Linked DNA regions of Mus musculus: region 2 is linked to region 1. The links are chromatin contacts, called in public promoter capture Hi-C maps. All regions are on one chromosome and are shown on one strand. The core of a region is the stretch at or near the end of the contact, and the rest is flanking DNA. Distances in the headings are between cores, read along the strand shown. Region 1 holds the start of Calcr (calcitonin receptor). Region 2 has its middle 100 kb from the start of Bet1.

Region 1 (6,488 bases), core at 1,772-4,271:
GGGACAGAAGGAGAACAGTAAACCTTTCATAAAACTTCAGCACTTTGATATCAAGAGTAATCAGGGACAATTGCAGAAATATAGAATTAACAATTAACTTGATTATTTCCTGAATGCCACACAGATAAATTTGTTTTATTCAAAGGTTTATTTGCAAATATGAGGCATCCTGTTTGAAAAGCAGCAACTTACCCTGAATCAAGGTTATGCTACCTTTGATTATAATCCATCTCTTTACTCAGCAGTCCAGCGCAGACAGTCCAATGTGGAAATGAGACTGAGCTTCTGAGGAACCACACCCATACTTCCCAAACATGCTCCACTGTGCTAGGTTCCACTCCATTTCACTACACTGACTTTGGAACAAGCAACAGATTTCAGAAAGTCTAGATCACCGGGCAAACATACTTTTGCTATTTCATGGCCCCCACATCCACAGCTTTCCATCTGGGGACTTACTGGGTCCACACAGAAAATATTCTGGAACCATTAAGACAGCAACAGAGTTAGCTACAATTCTGTGATTCCAAACGCATCTAACAGGTGCATAGCAATTTTGGTATTAATAAATTAATGTAGCAAGCAAAGTCATTTTATTCCCCTTGAGAGACTCAGCCTCATCCCTGATCCACTCCAGCTACATCACCTTCCCCAAAATCTGGCTATAGTGGCTTCTTGCTTTGCCAAAATTACTTCTGGCACAGTTAGAACCTCAGTTAGTTGAAGTTGCCTATGCTTACACCACACATGCTTTAAGGCTTTATAACATACGTGTGCTGTTTCCTCTATAGTTCTTAGACTTTTTTTTTCTTTATCTAAGTCGTGTACAACTCCGTGGCTTTACAGAAACACGTCCAATTTGCTATCAGAACACTCCTGTTTGTTATCAATACTGTGGGATGCCCAAGGATCAGTCAACAACAACCAGTTCCCCTGTGCTGGCTGGACAGCGACACTTTCTTCCTCACACCAGTCATTCCCCGACTCACTGATATTTCAGTGCTTTGGAGCTACAAAAGAATAATTCTGGATATTTGGCCCCCCAGCAGTTGCTATAGTATATAGTAGATAAATTAACAATTTTAATAATTCTGTGCCGTTTGTACCCATGAAGGCAATTAAGGTTACCAAAAGAATTTTTAAAAAGAAGGTTTGATCAGCTGCCGGCTGGCTAGCAGCAGCTGGAAAATCAGAGAGCTACTGAACCCAGGACAGATGTTAAAGCACACAGCCAGGATTTACATCTAAATCGTGAATTTAGAGGATCTCTTTTGATTTTTTATTAGCCCAAATTAATTGTACAAATAGGAAGGTTCACATACAGGTTTTGTGCATGTTGCTCTGCATTTTTCTTTGCTAACATCCCTCTCACCCGAATGTCTGGCCCCTTGTCACATTTCACACGGCCAACTATTACTGCCACTTCAATCCAGAAAATGAAGGGGCTAAAGGCTCTTCCCCTGCAGTGGAGTAGTGCTTTAGGTTTGATTGTATGAGTCTCACTCGGCCCTCTTGGTCACCCGGTTGAAGGTGAGAGGGAAAGGCAGAGAGCAAATGGAGTAGGGGGCCTATTAAGACCTATTAAGACCTATTAAGACCCCCATGGAAATCGTACAGCTGACTTGTCTTCCACTGGGGCAATAAAAGCCCCAAACTAAACAGATTAGGGGCCCCTATAGTCTCTCTGCATGGAAGAGTCGAGTAGGGGTTCAAATTAGGACAGAAGCACATACACCTTTGCCTGAAGTCACTGACTTCAGGGGCAAGGGATCCAAGGATGGATGAACAAGGAGAACTGCAGCCCCTTTCACAAGACACCTGAATCTGTCACCCAGAACTACCCAAACTCAACCTCTGAGTGCCTAGGAAAGTATTTTGTCTTGCTCTCTGACGCTTCCCCATTCTATTATTACTACTTTTTTTTTCTGGTGTGTTAGTCACCTCGAGGGCTACAGCCACTTTGCATTCCCGGGATACACAGGTAACTGCTTTTCCTGGCTTTTGCTTGAACAGTCAGGAAAAGAAGTGCCCGCTGATGCCTGGCTGCACCCAGCTCCGGATAGGAGGTGGAGGATAGCCCGTCCTTGGAAGCAACTTGCTTTCCTCCCAGGGTGCGCCTGCCAGCCCAGACTGCGCCCGCCTGGAATCAGATTGTCCCGGGCTCCTGCTGGCTTTCAGTGGAGAAGGGGAATTGTCCTCAACACCAAGTCAGGTAGGTACCTCAGACTACTCTTTTCTAGCTGTGCTCACTTCGGTCATTCACCCTAAGATAATAAACCAGCAACAACCTCTTTTGTGGAGGGCAATGTCCCCCCAAATCCAACCTGCACCTTAGGTTGCACCTGCCCAAATCCAAAGGGGTCCAGGGCTTGCTGGACCCTCTGGTTTTTCTTACCCTCTGCCTCCGGGGTCCTTACTCAGCACTCCAGGTCTTGGTCAGCTGTTTTCTCACGCTCCCACCCTAATTTTACTGCCGCGCCCCACTACAGATTCCACTCTCCATCGGGTCCCTGGTGCGGTCACCTGAGTGACCACGTTTGGAGCCAGGGACCACTCTCTTTGGGGTAGGGTTCTTTGGGAAACTCACCTCCCTACGGAATTTTCATCCTCCAGGGAAGGGGTTGGACTCTCAGAAAGCTGCCTCCAGGGACGGGTTACGATCACTGAGCCCAATCTGTCGACCACCCAACTCCCTCCCTACTCAAGGTCTAACTGGGGACCCTCTCCCGCTTCCTGGAGCTCCGAGCGCTGGGGTGTGGGGACTCTTGGGGTGTGGAGCAGCGGCAGCGAGTGCAGACCCTCTCCCGCTGGGGCTTGGGGTCCGGAGGAGCACGGAGCGGCTGCTAGCCCCTCCCTCCGAGGGCTGAAGGGGCTGACGCGCAGGGAGGGTCCGGGCGGGGCCGGCTCTGAGATCGTCCGCTCCCCCCACCACCCCCCTTGGCCGCAGCGCGTAGGGAGGAGGGAGCGGGTGACGCGCGCACCGAAAAGGACTTAAGTCGGAGAAGTTTGCGCACAGCTTCATCTCGGAGCGAGCAGCGGCAGGCACTGCTAAGGTGAGGCTCCCGCGCTTTGGGGAGCAGAGCAACCGGGAAAAGGACCTTGCCTGGAGCCTATTTTGCTTTGCAGTCTTGGGCTTTAAACCTACCCCATAAAGGAGGCTTAAAGGTCTGGAAATTGGAAGGTGGACAAGAAGGAGTGCTTAGGACTAATTCAGTTTGCTCTCACTTTAAACTAGGAGAGCCAGCCGCCCAAGACTCTGGGCGGACTGCACCTGGCTGGCTTGCAGACAACTCTTGGTTGGAGAGGTGCTTACTTCTGCGCCTCACCCTGCCGTTGGCATCCCCTGCCTGCAGATGCCCAGTGAAGTCTGCGTTCCTGAGAACACCTGAGCTGTGCCCAGACATCCAGCAAGAGAATTCCTGGTAAGAAGAAGGGGTTTTTTCCCCCTTTCTTTTTTCTTTTTTGGAGGGAATGATTGGAATTAAAGATGTGGAGTGTCCCAGGAAAGATGATAGTGAGAATGATACTTTGTGGATTTTTTTTTATATTGCAAAATTGTAGTTTGACTGGTTGATACATTGTGGATTTTTTTAATTGCAAAATTGTGACTTGACTGGTTGATACTTTGTGAATTTTTTATTGCAAAATTGTAGTTTGACTGGCTGATACTTTGTGGATTTTTTTTATTGCAAAATTGTAGTTTGACTGGTTGATACATTGTGGGTTTTTTTAATTGCAAAATTGTAATTTGACTGGTTGATACTTTGTGAATTTTTTATTGCAAAATTGTAGTTTGACTGGCTGATACTTTGTGGATTTTTTTTATTGCAAAATTGTAGTTTGACTGTGATGTTTAGAGGTGTTCTTGTAGGGTCGGCTTAGTCTCGGTTGCTTCATTTTACCATGGCTTAAGAAAAAAAAGTGTCATTGGAAGATGTGATAGTTTATACCTTTGTGTTGTGGAGCTCTCTGGTTCTGTGGGTGTTTTATGATATTACTCATATGAATTTTCTCTCAAAAGTTTTAGCCTCCTGTACTGCTGAGTATAGCAATTTCTAGGCTTAAGGTCGTGGCTTTTCCTAATAGATGTTTAATAGGTATCAATTAAAGAATGTGGGCATCTAGGCAGCGTTGTGCTGGGTCTTGGAATACAGTGGTGAATGCTGTTGCTTGTTTGGTCATGTTCTACACAGAATTTCCAACAATCATTTATGCATAGCAACCATTCTTCACACCTATTAAGAAAAATCTGTTGTTTACATAGTTTCCTAATAAGCCTCCTTTGTTTTACTGCTCTTTCTAAGACAGGGTGGATAAAGTAAATTAGGGGTCAATTAATTAATTAATTAAGAGGTCAAGAGGTCACTTACCTTGAGGTCTAAAATGGTGCAAAGTCAAAAATCAAAAAAGTGCACTTAGAATGGCCGCCTATTCTGCAAGCTTTGCCTCTGGAATCTACCTAAGAGTTCTTGATGATACCTTTAATCTAATAGTATGTTAATCTATGACCTATTGTAAATCTATATACTTCATCTATAATATATTGTAAATCAGAAAAAGGAAACATGATTCTTAGGTGGCCATGGCCACCATTGTGTTGGAAATGACTCTGAATGAGCCTGTCCACTGATATTTATTGAAATTCATGGGTATCTGAGAAAAAAAATGGTTTAAAATGAACTATAGGTTAACCATGTAGGTACTGAAACCAATATTAAATAGCCCAGTCTCCAAGTATCACTGTCTGAAATGATGATAAAAGACAAATATTTTATATAGTCAAGCTTGCTGACTTGCTGTTAAGGACAAAGTGGGAATGCTTCTATTTATTTATTTTTATTAGATATTTTCTTCATTTACATTTCAAATGTTACCCCCTTTCCTGGTTTCCCCTCCAAAATTCCCCTATCCCATCCTCCCTCCCCCTGTTCACCAACTCACCCACTCCTGCTGCCCTGTCCTGGCATTCCCCTACACTGGGGTATCAAGCCTTCACAGGACCAAGGGCCCCTCCTCTCATTGATGTCTAAGGAGGCCATCCTCTGCTACATATGCAGCTGGAGCCATGGGTCCCTCCATGTGTACTCTTTGGTTGCTGACTTAGTCCCTGGGAGCTCTGGGAGTGCTGGTTAGTTCATATTGTTCCTCCTATGGAACTGCACACGCCTTCAGCTCCTTCTGTCCCTTTTCTAGCTCCTCCACTGGGGACCCCATACTCAGTTCACTGGTTGGCTGAGAGCATTCACCTCTGTATTTGTTAGGCACTGGCAGAGCCTCTCCAGAAGACAGCTATATCTCAGAAGACAGCTGTATAGGAATGCTTTTAATGTTATGGTATTTATTAAGTACACATTTTAATTGCTTGTTGTTGGCCTTATTTACTTTCAGTAGTTGATCCTTAGGTGACCATGCTACCTTTGTGGTTGAAATGACTCTGAATGAGCCTGCCTAATCATGGATATTTGTTGAAATTGTTGGGCAGCTGAGAGAAAAATGATGTTTAAAATAAACTATAGGTTGAACATGTAGGTTCTAAAATCAATATTAAATAGCATGGTCTCCAAGTTTCACTGTCTGAACTGATGATAAAAGACAAGTATTTTATATAGTCAAGCTCGCTGACTTACTGTTAAGGACAAAGTGGGAATGTTATGATATTTATTAAGTATAAATTGTGATTGCTTGTTGTTGGCCTTACATACTTTCAGTAGTTGATCCTTAGGTGACCATGCCACCTTTGTGGATGAAGTGACTCTGAGCAAGCCTGTCTATTCAAGGTTAATTGTTGAAATTGTAGGGCAACTAAGAGGAAAAAAATGTTCTTTATGATACCTTTAATCTAATTATACTATTTAATCTATAGTATATTTTAAATCAGAAAAATGAAGCATGGGCTAGGTTTGCAAAGCCCTCCATTTTGTCAGTGTTCACACTCATTTCTATTCTGTTTGTAGCAGCCCCAAACAACCCTCGACTAGAATTTGTTTTGGTTCAACAATAACTCTCACCTACAGTTAATTTTAATAACTAAAGTCTTAAGAGTAATATTTATCATATTATAAAAATGCTTATTGCTTATTGACCACACCAACACACTGAATACTGTAATCTATATATAATAAAAAACATATTCACTAAAATTGATCCAAAGGACACACTCTAAATCTATTGTATTGTTTGATGGTATTTATATTTAAATTTAATTTATATTTCTTATTGCCCAGTTACTCGTAATTTTGGAAGATTTGGGGTAAATAAAGATAGCCTTTGTTTTAAGCAATTAAAAGAAATGAAGCTAAAATATCAAATAGTCATGCCATGGTATCTCTGTTTTTCATGAATCTCCATGAAACCTCACATGCACACATTCTTTCAATGGTGACTTGAATGAAAATAATAAATTTCATTGGTGTTTATTAAAGTAAAGGTGAGGTGAAAATTGAAGGGGGGGTCAGTGATGATTTACTAGTGAGTGGAACTGATGTTCT
Region 2 (6,488 bases), core at 1,366-3,865, 430 kb before region 1:
ATGCAACATGATTTCTATATAAAAACTTAAATAGTTATGTAATAATGCATATGTGAACACACATGCCTTTCAGACAGCAGACATTTAGTTGGTCATTCTGCAGTGGGTACATGTAATGGGATGCTATTATTTTTCTGGTGGCTGGAAGTGGTGGATCATTCTACTTGGTAATCACAGTTTGCTGGTTGTCAAGAAGGGAAAAAAAAAAAGAAAACCCTTTTAAATACTGCACGATATTGCTTAGCCCTCTGGCCCTCCTTTCCAATGCCACTGCTGTGTCTCTTGAGAGATCCAATATGTTAGGGCATGTCCACTGGAAATTGAAGCTGTATAATCTATTACGATGCAAAATAGAAATCAGCCTCACGCTGTGGGTAGCATTGAAATAAGCTTGTTACATTTATAAAGATCGCTCTGATAAGAGCTGCTTGGCCAACATCTGGGCTTTGATGAGGCGTCTCTCATTTCATTTATCCTTACAGCATTTACCTTTGAGGTTTAACTAGCTTTTCAATGGTATCTTGTTGCACCTGTTTAGTGCTACTAATTCCAGAGTCTATTTCTTTTTGTTCCTGTAGAATTATCCAGAGAGCCCAATTAAGGGAGAAAAAAAAAAGCAATTCCCAGAAATAAAAAATGTGCTGTGTCCTAGACATTCTGAGAGGGAATATGAAGGAAAATAACTGCATCTTTGAATTTGCGACTGTGATTTAAAATCTAGGGTTTTATAGCCACTAAACTTGATACAAGTATCATGATGCTTTTCACGGGTTCTATAAGTACTTATCAACACCTAATGTAAATAACTTAGATATTTGCAAGGCTTGTTCTGTATGAACTGATGGCAACGCACAACTATTCTCTCGTCACCACAGAGAATGGGGTTTCATATCACCTGACTTCTGTGCTGGCTGGGGATGCCCTCATTCCTGCTTTCTCTCATCTGTGCTTTAGAAACAGAGATGATGTAGAACACAGGTACAAGGGTGGGTCTGGTAGCCTCATAATTTTCCATGTGTGAAAGTCCACCACGTTGGTCCTAAAGATCTAACACTTCCTTGGACAAAATAGAGACTTTTCCCGTCTTTGTTTTAATCTGAAAAATACGGGTTATTAAATTTTCAAATCATGTGCATTATGATAGATATTTAATATAATGCTCAAAGATAGCTAGAAAGGAATTCAAAAATCTAGGTGAAAGTTTTATGGACCCTAAGAAGACAAGAGAATGGATGGAAATACCTAAGTGAGCGTAAATGAACTGCTGTGTCCAAGATTCTGTCGCACCTGTTTGTGATTTAGGTTTTTTCAAGGTTGTACTGTTTCTTATTTATTGTTGTATTGAAATTCTTTAAAAAGAAGTCTCCATAATGATGACCTCGTTCAATAATGTGGCAACCCTTGGCACTCTGTAATTAAGTCTGACTAATTGCAGAAGAGTTCATGTGATGTCTCTGCTTCTATTAGAAAGATTTCACAGGCTCTGATTGCTTGATGAAACTATACAAGTTTATTTTAAATAAATGTATAGTAGACAATGGCTAAAATACTCAATTATGAGTAAGGAGTTGGACTCCATTGAAAGAACTCTAGACCAAGTAGGTAAATTCAACTATGGGATTCAGTGTTACTCCCTTCAGCTGAGTAAGTCCAGCTCCGTAAACAATTACTTCCTATGCTCCCTCAATCATCCAACCCAACTGTGAGTTTTCAATAGATTAATCAACTCTACATTCATAATTTCACTCAGGAAATATAGGGGAAGGCACAATGCTTTGTAAGCTTCACAAACTCTTGGAGGTTTTGAAATTGCTTCATTTTTTCTTTTCTCCCTCGCCGTTTCCTTTCGGAGAAGCCGCCCACCCTCTCCCTGTTACTTGGCTTCCTCCTTGGTCCTCTTCTGAACAACTTTTCTCCTTTTTTTTTTTTTTTTTTTTTTTTTTTGTGACTGAACATTTTTTCCCTGCTAGAAACTACCCCTCATTTACATTCATTGTGAGCTGAGGAATGGCTAATCTGTGACTGAAGTATGCAAATCCATTAAAGTAACCTTCAGGAAACCATTCCAAATCAAATGCTTATTGAAGTCCCTCTTGTTGCTCCTTATCTTAAATAGTTGAAAAAGAAGTCTTTTGGCCACACATTCACTGGAAGGAAAAATGGACTGCACCTCTCACATGAGGAGGTGGGAATTTTGATAAACTCTCCTTTTATTAGGTCATCAAGTTTGTCTACTATCAACCTGTATTGTCGTTGGTCCTCCGAGCCTGCTGCAACACGAACGACACAGACACCAAGTCGGGTTCACGCAGCAACTTTACTTCGGGCTTTTTCTCTTACAGCTCTCTTCCCCAGCATCTTCTTCTTAGGGCAAGGGCTAAACAACTCCTATTCTACTTCTGGCTTCTACCTAGGGCAAGGGCTAAACAACTCCTATTCTACTTCTGGCTTCTACCTAGGGCAAGGGCTAAACAACAACTCACTACTCAGGCTGACTCACCTTCTAGCTCCACCCCACCTCATCCAATCAGAATTCACACACACTCCAGGCACAAGCTTAGGTCGTTCACAGATAGGCTGACAGGTCTGGATCACGAGGAACTGTCCAGCCTGGCAGGCAGCCCACACATGTAGTCTCACTGGGCATGCTCGGGCAAGGCAGTAAACAAGTGGGTTTCACGGGGCCTATGGCCTCACCGGCTTCCCACACTGTATGTTGGATTAAAGATGACAATGTGAAGGTAGGGTTAGTCAGAGAGAAAGTCCTGCATGTAGTGCATTGAGTGTTGACTTCTCTTAGAACTTAGTCCATGGTGGAGACTTTGAGGCTTAAGGAAGGAGTGGGTCAAGGGATCTAGTTGTTTGAAAGTGTTCAAGAACCTATTTCTCTGTCTGAGTCGGCGTAGTTTAGGTCATCTGCATGAGACAGAGATTGTATAAGATGTATAAGTGGGTCTTGAAGAAACAGGGACAAAGAATCAAATACAGAAACATTGGTAGCTTAGTAATTAGTGGTATGATCAGTGAGTTTTATTTCTTACTTCTTGCATTATTCTTTAGGGCTCTCATTTTCTAGTGGATATTTATAATTCACAGTAATAATTTATGAGCAGAAGTAAATGAGACATAGAAATAGCCTTTGGGGATACATGAAAGTAGAAAAGTGCATAACTCTAGTTTGAAAAGGTCATAAACACCAATTAAAATGGCTCAAAATGTTCTGTCCACCACAAGAGACACCCATGAGAGTCTTAGAATGGCAGAGCTGAGCATCTCTATCTGTATCGGGTCAGCTGGATAAGTCAATGCCAAGGCTGGGATGACTTCCAATTCCTTCAAACAGCTGGAGGTGAGAGAGCATATTTCTACCTCTTATTCTTTTGAGACATGAAACACTATATAGCCCTGGTGGCCTTTAACTGCAAGTCCTCCTCCCTAATCCTCTAAGCAGCTGGTATCACAGGCAAGCACCACAATGCCCAGCCTAGACGTCTTTTTACTATAAAGGAGCTTCACCCTCTCGAAGGGAATGGGATTCCCCACCACCACCCGGAAGAACTAAAAGAGACTGCATTTCCTGGCCCTGCAAACAATGGCAGATGTTCCAGAAGTTCAGGCTTTCTTGCTCATCTCTGTCTCTTCATTCTCAATCTGAAATGTAGAGGGAAGAGAGAACAGAAAGAACGAAGGAAGGAAGAGATCCACTATAGAGATGAAGAGGAAATCTGTCTTTAGCAGTTTCTGCTTTCTAGTAGGGGAATCAAGGAGACAGGCTTTAGAGCAGGGTGTTGGAGAAGTGTCGCCACCAAACACTGTCCTATGAGGAGGACTAAGGGACATCAGTAACCTGATCTAGCTGCTGCTGCTCAGCGGGTCTCTCCGTCCATCCCTGTTGAAGAGACAGCAGCATCCTGACAGCTCTGACAGATAACTTGGTTGTTTTGTTACAGGAGCTTTCCCAGGGCTGAATTAACACCCCCCCACACACACACACCTCTTTTTGTTGTTTTAAAATAAGGCTGTCTTATCAGAAAATGTGTTAATTAAGTTATCATGCATTGCCTTATTGCTGTTTCTACATACTTGAGAGGGACAAATTACCCTTTAGCTCCTGGGGTTTGGGGTGGTGGCTTGTAGAATCACCAACAAGAGCAGCATGGTAGGTCTATAGATTAAGGAAGAATAAAGAGTGCTTACACTCTGCTTCAAAGTAGGCAGGACCCTGTCCACAATGGATGACTGCTCTTAATTCTTTTCTTGTCTCTTAACCAGCTTGATGTCATCTAGCTATTTCTCCAATAGTACACCTCCAGATGGTCCTCCTACCAAGTCTCTTCACGGGTCTAACACTGGTCTTCCCAGCCATGGATCAGGCAGGAAAAACCAACAGCTGTCCAAGCATGCTGGACTGTGGTCCTTTGGGAATGGAGGTATTAAATTCATAATCTATATCACACTCATTTCTAAGCATGGAAGTTACCTGTTGTGTTCAATGACCCTGTGATAACAAGGGGTGGGGGTGATTCTCATCTTAACCCAGCAACTCTTTCCAGTGACATTAGTAAGCATAGTGAGAGAGATGAGGAGGGCTGGGAGAGGAATTTGATCTGAGTGATCTAAGTGGGTGGAGATCAGTAACTCACTCTACATTGAGTTCCGCTCCAGATGTGCAGTGCACAGCTGCCCTTTTAGGTGCTTGACAGCTATTACTGAATAGGGACATGCAGCAGTGTGAATCTAAAAGGGCCATCTGGAAAGTGTAGTGGTAGTGGGGAGAAAAATAGCATTTTGAAAAACAGATCAGGTTTTGGAAAACAATCTAGTCTGAAAAGAGTATGTGAGGTGCAGACCTGAGACTGTCCATTTTAACTTCCGGTGCTCCACTTCCGAAGCTCATTGCCTACCCACCTATAAGATGTCCACATTCGGTTAGGAATGTTGAAGGTATATTTCTGCTATAGGCAGTTGGTACAAATAAAACTTACTCAGTGAGAGCATCATGGCCAGTGTGTTTGCTTTGACATTTCTCACAAGCTTGTCTTTCTCCTGGCCTACCTTGCTTCTTAGATCCCTCACCTTCCTAAAGATACTTTAGATCAGATTGATACCAGCTTTCGTGGATCCCAGATGAAACTTTTAACAGTGTTTTGGGGTCATAAGAAGTCCAAGGATCCAGGATACAGCCTTGGCTTTATAACAAAAAGCCAGTACCCACCCACTGCCCTTCTCTCTTCATGTGCACTTTGTTCTTCGGTTTTTGCTTGCCGGTTTTCTCTTGCACCTCTGCCAGATTACTCTCCAGATGGCCTTTCCAGTGATTTGACAAGAGCTTTCTTATCTTCTAGACACCCAGAAAGCACTTTGTCTGCTTTAGGAAAAAAAAAATAAAATAAAAGGTGTCTGTTTTCCAGTCTCATATGACAGCAGCATGTGACTCTGTGGGAAAAACGTGCGAAAGGACACAGAGGGCCTCTGCAACCTGAAAGTCCCCTGGAAATTAAGGGCTATTAGTGTCTTTCATGACGTCAAAGAGTCACCCATACTCTTGAAATGTGCTGGTTTGTTTTTGGATAGGACAGAGTAGGACCTTAATGCAAACTTATTTGCTTTAGAGTTTATCATAGGAATCAAAGCCGAGCGCAAGGGACCCAGGGGCCAGGACAGAGGGGCTCGGGCTCTTTCATCTTGCACTGCTCTTTGAAAGGACAAACTTACAAGACTGGAAGAGTCTCAGAACTAACTCTCTCTCTCTCTCTCTCTCTCTCTCTCTCTCTCTCTCTCTCTCTCTCTCTCTCTCTTTCTCTCCCTCTCTCCCTCTCGCTCTCTCTCTCTCTTTCTCTGCCTAGTTTAGGGCTCACTGCTCCCTGTGGCTTGCCTAGAAAGAATGTCTACTCTTTAGCCCTTCTGGGTACAGCAGCCACCAGGTGTCACTCCTGCTAACGTGGCTCTTCATTCACAAGACCTACTATGATTACACATGTGTAATTTGGATTTTTTCATATTTTTTAAATAGGCCCCTCTGGAGAGGCATTCTTTGAGCATTGCTGTAGTTGCCTCAGTAGCTTCTAATGGAGGGACTCTAGCTCATCTCTCAAGTCAGAATTAGATTCTTTACCCGAAGATCGCAAGAAAAAACAAGTTCTGTTCTACTAAATAATTGTTAGATTTAAATTAGGAAACTTGGATTTATCTAGGTTTTACAAAGATTAACAACCTCAACTTACAAAGTGGACAGGCTAAAGAGATGGCTCAGTTTGTGAAGCATTTGTCATGCAAGGGTGAGAACCCAAATTGAGATCCCCAGGACCCACATAACTGAGTTCAGAACCCCAGCACTCACTTTAGAAGCTGGGTTCAAAAGAAGCCATAATTCTAGTGCTGTTGTGATAGAGCACTGAATGACTGTTGGCCAGCCAGTCTAGATGCATGGATCTGCAAGAGTCCAATGTGACAATACTCTGTTTCAAAAATGAGGTGTAGAATGATGG

The links. Promoter capture Hi-C pulls out the DNA fragments that hold promoters and counts their contacts.
Region 2: a promoter capture Hi-C map of stem cell-derived epiblast-like cells shows a contact between it and region 1, with 2.4 times the contacts expected there. The contact joins the enhancer-like site here to the promoter of Calcr in region 1. A contact is called at or near these places in 6 of 39 promoter capture datasets (the 3T3-L1 cell line, embryonic stem cells, hippocampal neurons and 2 more), 1 of 484 Hi-C or Micro-C datasets (frontal cortex), 1 of 115 datasets of contacts at active chromatin or transcription factors (embryonic stem cells) and 3 of 9 other capture datasets (adipose tissue, embryonic stem cells and liver).

What each region holds. Positions count from the first base shown.
Region 1 is chr6:3,760,156-3,766,643 of GRCm38.p6, reverse strand. Calcr (calcitonin receptor) reads left to right here and starts at 3,021. Exons shown (of 16, transcript NM_001377018.1): 1 at 3,021-3,053; 2 at 3,236-3,422. It overlaps Gm33576 (a long non-coding RNA gene), which reads right to left and starts at 2,845. Exons shown (of 4, transcript XR_377297.1): 1 at 2,588-2,845.
Region 2 is chr6:4,187,323-4,193,810 of GRCm38.p6, reverse strand. No RefSeq gene overlaps it. Among named protein-coding and RNA genes, the nearest start is that of Bet1, 100 kb to the right of the region's middle. Within about 2 kb of position 2,615, at least 3 of the 459 cell types and tissues checked have an H3K27ac peak or open chromatin away from gene starts, as enhancers often do. A contact at or near this core is called in stem cell-derived epiblast-like cells, where this site is marked.